Linked DNA regions of Pan troglodytes: region 2 is linked to region 1. A link is a contact called in public Hi-C data. All regions are on one chromosome and are shown on one strand. Each heading gives the region's core, a stretch centred on a gene start, on an enhancer-like site or on the middle of the called end of the contact. The rest is flanking DNA. Distances are from core to core; before and after follow the strand shown. Region 1 holds the start of SLC35B1 (solute carrier family 35 member B1). Region 2 holds the start of DLX3 (distal-less homeobox 3).

Region 1 (4,380 bases), core at 809-3,308:
CTATGGTTCTATACACTCCTAATGTCTTACAGGACCGTTATCTTTTTTTTTTTTTTTTTTTTTTTTTTAACTCACAGACCTGAGGGAAGAACTCTTAGTCCTTTTCAAATGATATCTGAGCCAACCGTCATCCCACCCTGAGGTTTCACCTGAGTTGGGTAGTTGACAAACTGTAGTGCTGAATTGCTGGAGACCATGGCACCCAGATAGGAGATAGAACAGGCAGCATAGAGCCAGCTCCGGGTACGATCCACCCTGGCAGTGTCAAAAAACTGGATCACTGGGAGAAGACAAAAAAAAAAAAAAAAAAAGAAAAGAAAAGAAAAGAAAAAAAAAAAAAACAAGAGAAACCTGGTGGGGCTAGGATGGACCACTAAGCAAAGCTGAAGCCACATGAAAGGAACTTGTCTGTCAAATAAGACACAAGCTATTTCTGTCCTGTTACACTGGGAAATCTCTGAAAATTATTCATCTTTCCAATTCTACCTAAGCCCAACAAAAGACCACATGCAGGGTGGAGGTGGGGGCCTCATTCAGTTCAAGGGACCAGTCAGCCCTGCTGCTAGTCCCTAGGGAACAAAGAGAGAATGCTCAAAGCATGCTTGAAGCTGACACACAAAAGAAACTCAAAGGGAAAGAAAAAAATGTTTTAAGTATTTTCAATGGGGATTTGGAATATAGAAGACCCATTCTCTGAACATTTCTAACTCAGAAGCTGATAAAAATTGGGGAAATAATATTTTACTCCACTTCAAAGTCATTAGTTTTACAGACTTCACAGAGAGGCTGTGTAAGTACAAAATGGGGTGGAGATCATGAGTTAGCCTTTAAGGTTGAATCAATGCTTAATGCCCAGCATACTGAGGGAACTTGGGGTGGTGGGGTACCCAACAAATTACTATCTAGGTACTCACAGATCTTGGCAAACACAGCATTAATCACACATTGAATGAAGACCAAAGTTAAGGCAAAGGTGAACGTCTCCTGCTTGGCTCCTTCCCCATACTTTCCTCTTGTTCTAGAAATGAAATGCATGAGAAAAGAGGGAGAAATTAGTGTATTTCACTCACTGTCATCTAATATATCCCGAGCCACTGAAAACTTTAAAATTATCTTGCCTCTCTGGATGTAGGCAGAGTTTGTTAAGGACCACTAGGCTCATTTGCAAAAGGGGCTGATTTTACTGGATCTAGAAACTAGACATCCCAGCCTACTGATTCCAAAGCCTAAGAAAAGAATACCCGAAAAAGACGGAGAGGAAACATGCAGAACGAGATAGTGAAATCAGGTACCCCAGGCAGGAGGAGACGGTATTTCGGCTATGGCACCAAGGCCGAGGACGAATAGGTTGTTTGCAAGCATCTGGGAGTACCAAAAGGGGGCCGACTCGGGTCCTGTTTGAGGGATAGAAGTCTCAGCCTGTAAAACGCAGGCCCTTAGAACCAAGCGGGGAAAAACAGCTAAGAAAAGAAAATAACCAAGTCCGAAGAATCCAGAAAATAATCCTGGAGTTCTGGAATTCTGGGTTGGCTCAGCCATAGCTGCAAAAGTAGTGGGGTGCTAAGAGGGCGACAGCCGGGCAGGAGGACAAGAGGAAAGCCCGGGTCCAGAGGCAGAAGGCCCGGGATCCCTGTCACAGGCTGGGGAGAGAATGTCGGCCCGCCCCCGGGGTCGCTCACATCTTTTCCTGCAGGATCCCATAGTAAAAATAGCAGACAAAGACACCCAGGAAGCAGAGCGGCAGGCGCAGCCGGTCGGGCACCAGGGAGCTGCTAGAGGCCATGAGACGCCCAGAGGAGCCGACTGGAGACCCGCTCACAACCGGCACCGGCAGCAGCGGCGGCGGAGGCGACAGCTCCAGCCGGACATCGCCGACCGGCGGCAGGGGCCTCATAGGAGCTGCATGCGACCGCTGTCCAGCAGGGCCCAGCAGTCACTACCAGAACTGCCGGCTCAGGGCTGCCAAGGGGGAAACTCCTCAGAACCCAGCAACCACTTCCTAGGAAAGAAAACCCGCCCTGGGACCTTGGCTCCATCCCTGAGGGCCAGGGGAACCGGCAGCCTCGAGACTGATCCCTCGCCCTGGAGATTTTTCCAATCAGGCAACTCTGAGGACAACTGCGACCCAGAGCACCACAGGGTGTCCTAGAGCCACCTGGGCGTAGAATAATGACGTATAAGGATGTGGAGGCCACCAATTGGCTGCGCTGTGCGAAGACGGACAGGTAGGCGGGGCAGGAGGAGGTGTGGCCGGCAGAGCAAATCCAATAGTCTTTTCCGCGGCGGGCGGCCAGGCTTCTGCTGGGTCCTAATGCCAAATCCCTTACTGGAGCCTCAGCGCCGTCTAGCTGCTGCCCAGCGTCAGCGACTTTACCTGCTCATTACCTAGGCACATCACTAGGCTTCCAAGGGGGAGAGCGGCACAGTAAGTCTCGGCTTGGTCACTTAAAGGCGGGGTAACCTACCCGTGTCACCCAAGTTCTGAGCCGGAGTTTTCCAGGTCTGGAAACTAGGGATAATTAGTAATAGCCACCTTGTCGCCTCTTGGCTGTTGTGAGGATCAAATAAGAGTGTTTTGTAAACTGTAAAGTATGCTGTGCAAGCTTAAGGTATTATTAGTCATCACTGTTTCTCAGCCCTGATCTTATTTCCTCACATCGAGGGGTGGAAATGGAGGCTTACTGAAGTCAGTTTTCTTCCAAGTCCTAACAACTCACCAACAATGGCGCAAACCCTTCGGCCGCGCTCCTGAATATTTCCCATTAATGAGCTCCTCGTTGGATCCCTTCCTCATGCAAGTGTTGGGTCTTCACTTGCTGGCACGAATTGCCAGGGCAAGACTGACCTCAGGTCTTCCTACTACTACCTCCAACCCCCTACTTAATTGGCCCAAATCTCCGGCCACCTGGTGGACTCTGGGCTGCTCTCTAGGTCGAGGCTCCTTCTCTTCTAGCAGCCTGCTCTTTTGGCACAGCCTCAGGCAAAGGAAGGAAATACTGGGCAGCACCACACCCATCGCTCCGGGCCTGACTCACTAAGGCTTTGCGGGGGAGCCAGAAGTCTTTTAGAGGGAGGGGTAAGGGATAGAAGATAGGGTGTCCCCAGCCCACTGTCTCCTCGATATTAGTGGCATGGGAAAGCCCCATACATTTGCTCTGTTGCTCAGTAGCTTACTCTACTGGCTCAGCCCGCGATGCCAGGGCACCAAATAGCTGGGAAGAGAGACCTGCCAGCTCTACTTCTTTACCAGCTGGGACCTCAAACAATTCGCTTGTCCTGAGTCGAGTTTCCTCACGTGAAATTAATGGGAATATAATAACAAGCAGGAGAGCGCTGTGGTTAGAAACATGGGCACTGGATTCAAATGATCAGGTTTCCAATCCTAGCTCTCCCACTTCATATCTGTGTCTTTTGGGGAAAGTTATTCAATCTATTTGTCCTTCCCTGATTATACAGTGGGACTTACCATATTTCTCTTACTGGGTGGTTGTCATATTTCAATAACACTTTATGTAAAGCACTTAACATGGTAGCTGGTTCTTACCAGCCCAATGAATGGTGGTTGGGATAGCCTGGTTTAGGAGTTTGTTGTCAGGTCTTATGAGGCAGATACAATTGTACTTATTATGACTGCCCTTGGGGTAGTCAACTGTTCACCCATACAATGGGGATGTGTCTTTTGTGAAAATGCTTCGGAAATTCCAAAGCATCATTGAAATATTGAGATGGTTATTCCCATTTTCCCCAAAAGCCTAAGAGCTCTTACAGGTGCAGCATTATAAAGGCTGCGAAAGGATAAGAGTAGTGTCTTTGTATAGTTTCTTTGTTCCCTTCAAGGCTGCACACTATGTTGTGGGTACTCCCTGAGATGAACCAAAGCTTCCCCAAAACTGTCAAGAGATCCAACCAGTGCAAAGAACACCCACAATGTCAAACTGTCTTCCCTTGGTCACCTGCTTTTCCTTTCTGAAATCCATTCTCCTTAGCTTTTTCAGACTCATACAAGAATGGGTAACTTCCCCAGTGACTCCCTCACCCCACCTCTAGGACAAACCACCCTCTTCATTCTGGACAGCCTTTTCATGGGTCTGTTGTTTATATGTCCATGTAAAGTATGCAAGCATGGTGTCCAGAGGACAGGAACTCTGTGTACAGCCATAACAACACCCAGATGTGGGAATTGAGGCTCCTTCTCTTGAAGACAAAGATGAAATGATCAGTATAATACCCTTAATCTCTACCCCACTCCTCCTTCCCCAAATATTTAACAGAACTTCAAGCTGCTGGGAATATTTATTTATTTATTTGGTCTATTAACACCAAGATCTGCAAAAAAACAACCTCTAAACACAAGATAAGAAAACTCGAACATTAACATTC
Region 2 (4,380 bases), core at 603-3,102, 290 kb after region 1:
CCGCGGCCCTGGACAGCCAAACACCAACCTGTGTCTGCGTGAGGCCCAGCTGCGCGGCCAGCTCGGCGCGCTCGGGCAGCGCCAGGTACTGGGCCTTCTGGAAGCGGCGCTGCAGGGCGGCCAGCTGGTAGCTGGAGTAGATCGTACGCGGCTTTCGGACCTTCTTGGGCTTCCCATTCACCATGCGCACCTCTGCTTCCGGCTCCTCCTTCACCGACACTGCGGGGAACGCACCGGGCGGAAGAGGGGGCGGTTCAGCCTCGGCCTGCGACTCCTGCGACCCTCCAGGGCCCCGCCGGACGCCCCTCGCTTCCGCCCACCGACTCGCCGCGGGATTCCCGGCCGCGCGCTCCGCTGCCCGCGGCCCAGGGGGGAGCCGCGGCCCCAGAGCCAGAACTGGCCGCGGCCCACAACGCGGCGCTCCCAGCTCCGCGCCCGGCCGCCGCAGCACTGTCCCCGGCGCCAGCCGCCGCCTGCGCCAGGACCGCCTCGGCTTCGCTCACGACGCCTTCCCGGCTCGCCTCCCAGCCTCGGGGCTCCTCGCCGCCCGGCTGCTAGCCGCCCCCTTCCCAGTCCCATCTCGCCGTCGGTTGTTTCTCTCGCTCCTTCCCGTCCGCCCCCCGCCCTTTAAAAAAGTTTCATTTTAGAATCTCTTTAGATTTTCAGAAAAGTTGCAAGGATAGTGCAGACTTTCTTTCTTTCCCTGTCCCCCTTCTTCCCCCCTTCCTTCTCTCCTTCCTTTCTTGTTTCTTCTGCCCTTTCTCTCACTGTCTTTCCATACTTCCCTCTTGCTGCCTTCACTTTTCCCTTTTTCAGCTTCTCTGCCTCTCGGTGGCTGCTTCCCTCAGCTTTCCCGCAACTTCCGTGGGTCCTTCTCATTGCCCCCTCACGACTCCTAGTCTCCCCATCCCTTATGCAAAGGAGGGCCCCTAGAGTTTCCAGCCCCTGCCGCCTACCCCCAAGCCCTCTGCGACTTGATCGAGGATCGCCTGCTGAAATGCCCACGAAATCACCTCGATTCGGAGGTTTCCTGACAACCCACAGCCTTCCCCTTCCTCTCTCAGCTCACCCCGATCCTCATCCGGGACCGCGGCGCACTGCGCACATCGCGCCCCAAATGCTTGCACACCCGGGGCTGGAAGGTCGCCTGGTCCCTCTGAGGGTCATCTAGGCCAACTTCTCTAACTCCAGACAGTACTTTTCTTAGAAGTTTCCCTAGATTTTGGCTTCCAGTCCATGCCTTTTCCTCCCTCGGGAACCTTCCAGTGTCTCCCACTGTCCTCGCGACCCCGTGGCCCTCACCTGGGTCCTGGGCTGGCAGCGGCTGCTCCCGATACGCCCCGTATTGCCGGTAGGAGGCTCCGTAGGTATATTCCGACTTGGGCGAGTAAGCGCCCGTGCCTGCAAGCCCATTGAGATTGAATTGGTGGTGGTAGGTGTAGGGGTTCACCGTCTGGCCATAGGGCTGGCCCGAGTAGTAATCGTGCTGGGGAGCGCTGTAGTAGCCCAGGTCAGTGACAGAAGACTCGGGCAGGGTAGGCGAGTCCTTGGAGCCCGCATGGCAGCTAAGGGAGCTGGAGATGTCGGTGAGGATGCTGCTGAGCTTGCGATCGAAGGAGCCACTCATCCTGGCGGGCGCTGCACCTCCCCAGGGCTGGCCTCCGCAGAGGACAGGAACGGACCGGAGTGCAAGAGAGGCGGAAGAGACGAGGCAGGGGTGTGTGTCCAGAAGGCGAGGGGAGGACCCGGCCGCGTCTGGGGGGAGGGGGAGGCCGAGAGGCGCTTACACCATTGCCTGCCGTCAGGCGGTCGCTGCGCGCCTCTCCTCGCGTCCCAAGCCACAATCAAATGCTGCCAGCTCCGCCCGGCCAGCCGGTTATAGACTCAATAGTGGAGTCGCCGAGGGAGGCTCCTACGCGCTGATTGGCTGCAAGTCTTGCCTTCCAGGCAAAACACGCTTTTGCTCTCTCGCTCCTATGCTCTCCTCTCTCTCTCTCTCTCCCTTTTCCTTCTCTCCTCCCTCCTCTCAATTCTTTTTCCCCCAGTCTTTGTTGTTACTCAAAACACACACACACACACACACACACACACACACACACACACCCTCGCTACTCTTGTAGCTCCAGCCCAGATAAGTTCTCTGAAGGAGGGGCGTGGAGGTGGAGGGGAAGGGTTGCTCTGTGGAGCCCCCAGGATCTGTCAGTCTGTTTCTCTGGCTGGGGGATGAGAGATGGGCTTAGGTGAGGTGGGCAAGGAGGGGAGTTTGCCCATTGTGTGTTTGTGGAAAGAGATGGTCTAAGGTGGGGTATGGTTGTGTGTGTGTGCACACGTGTGCACGCACTGTGCAAATGACAGGCACACAAATGTACCCAAAGTGGTGAGGACTCACAGCCCCTGAAAATGGTTTCTCTTAAAATCAGAAGAAAAGGAAAACACCTTTTAGGTGAAAGAGAATGTTTGAATATATGATATTAATATATTATCTTAATAGCAATGCAGTCATTGCTATTATATCCTTGTATTACATAATTACAAAAACGTAATTTAAAAAATTTTCTTTTTATTTAGGAAGGTGCCCACCGGGCAAGAATGTCTTGAGCCTATGAAAGACATAATTTAGCACTAGGAGGATCCCATTGGAGAAGGGGAAGCAGGCCTGTGTGGATTTAGAGGTTGTTGGGGATGTACAGCCTGTCCGGTGATACCAGAACTATCTCCAAAGCTATGTGTGTGCAGTTTCACAGATGGTCCAGTCTTGCTGAAGGTAGCAAGGGACCTGGGGTCCCCACGAGGTTGGGTGGACACAGGCTGGCTCTGTGACTGTGTGCTTCAGTAAGTCTGAGGGCAGATTTTGTGTATCATGGGACAGCACTGGGGAATTGGGACACTTTTGGGGATTGGGTGCATGGGACGAGTGTATTTGGGGTGTGTGATGTGAGGATTTCATGTGTTCCACAGTATCCACAGAGGTACATGCATGCAGGAGTGTGTCGGGGGTGGGGTGCAGGCAGCGTGAGTGGAGGGCCATCCGCGTGTGAATATGTGGTTGTAGGCAGATGTGTCTAGACCTCTTAGTACCTTCCTCATCTCCAGTAGCTGGGAGCTGTACTGCTCCACTGAATTCCTCCTGCACCAGAAAAGCCCTGAAGAATGGCTCCCCTCTGTGGGGACCCCCAGCTTTTAGTCCTGTCTAGCCCACCAAGCTGGGCCCCCTAGGTCATGCTAGCTGTTCCCAACGTCTAGCTCATCCCTGCCTCCCACACCCCATTTTGCCCTTCGCCTTTCTCTGGGGTAGAGAATCCAAATCTCAGTTCCCAGCCTGCCCGGCTCGCTCCGTCGACCCCACGTCCACTCGCCCTGCCTCGCTGGGCGAACGCAGTGCTAGCGCGCCACCTCGTGGTTCCTTCGAGCTCTGCAGCTCCCCGAGCCCGGCGCCCGGCCAAGCCCCGGGGAGGGGTTTCCTCCGAAGACCCTGCCTGGCAGAGCAGTGTACAGGGGGCTGTATGCCCCTTTCCAAAGTCAGACTCGCGGAGCAGGCTTCCGGCAGTCCAAAGGGCTTTGAGAGCTGCAGTTGGCAGAAACAGAGGGCACGGTCCGCGGACCGAGGGGCAGGGGTGAGTGCCCGCTTGGTCTGGGCCACTCCCGGAGGCCGCCGCGTGGGAAAGGTGGGGGCGGGGGCGGGGGCGGGCGAGGGGAGCGCTATCTGTCTGTCTATCTCCGCGTCCCCCCAGCGCCCAGCGCCCGCCGCTCCGAGCCCGTGGCGGGGCGAGTTGCCACCCGCTCCGGGTGCCCTCTGTTCTGCTGCCAAGAGGGCGCCAAGAGAGCCTGCGGCGTTGGGGGCAGGAAGGGCACTGGGCGGGCCGGCTCCCTCCCAGGATGGGAGCGGGGGAGGCGTTCAGGGCCTGCTTTGGAGCTCCCCCTGCCCCGCCCCGCCCCGCAGACTGTGCCCTCTGTTTTCGCTAACTGCAGCTGCCTCAGAGAACAGACAGCGTGGGGCGAGCCCTTCTCAGGGGTTCATCCATTCATTCATTCATCAACCGAGATCAAGAAGTGGCAGGCGACTCAGAGCTGGGAGTCTACCTCCCTCCCTCCCCAGGCCCTCACAGAAGCCTCACTCTTCTTTCCTCACTCCTACCCCAAGCCTTGGCTCCTGAGTAAAGAGAATGAGCCCTAGGCTGAATTCTGGAATCCTGGAATCTTGAAAGGGCAGTGGTGGTGGATTATACTAGGATAATTTCTAAGCTCCACTATGCTCTGAAATTCTAAGAGCTCTCGAAATGGTTCATAGTTCATAGAAACTGCAACAGTAGGAACTTAAATAAGCAATTAAACCATTGTTTGCTATTGTGAGGTTGACACATGTTCCCCTACCCCCATTGC

Evidence for each region. Hi-C and Micro-C count contacts between places; a contact is called where the count stands out from the background.
Region 2: a contact with region 1 is called in a Hi-C map of induced pluripotent stem cells, with 2.8 times the contacts expected there. The contact joins the promoter of DLX3 here to the promoter of SLC35B1 in region 1. A contact is called at or near these places in 3 of 7 Hi-C or Micro-C datasets (induced pluripotent stem cells and stem cell-derived neural progenitor cells), 1 of 1 datasets of contacts at active chromatin or transcription factors (stem cell-derived excitatory neurons) and 1 of 1 other capture datasets (stem cell-derived neural stem cells).

The regions. Positions count from the first base shown.
Region 1 is chr19:62,844,022-62,848,401 of NHGRI_mPanTro3-v2.0_pri, forward strand. SLC35B1 (solute carrier family 35 member B1) reads right to left here and starts at 2,059. Exons shown (of 9, transcript XM_001156965.7): 1 at 1,680-2,059; 2 at 915-1,018; 3 at 150-280. The coding sequence starts at 1,894. It overlaps FAM117A (family with sequence similarity 117 member A), which reads right to left. Exons shown (of 9, transcript XM_054671117.2): 9 at 4,282-4,380.
Region 2 is chr19:63,130,859-63,135,238 of NHGRI_mPanTro3-v2.0_pri, forward strand. It overlaps DLX3 (distal-less homeobox 3), which reads right to left and starts at 1,853. Exons shown (of 3, transcript XM_511871.5): 1 at 1,303-1,853; 2 at 29-219. The coding sequence starts at 1,627.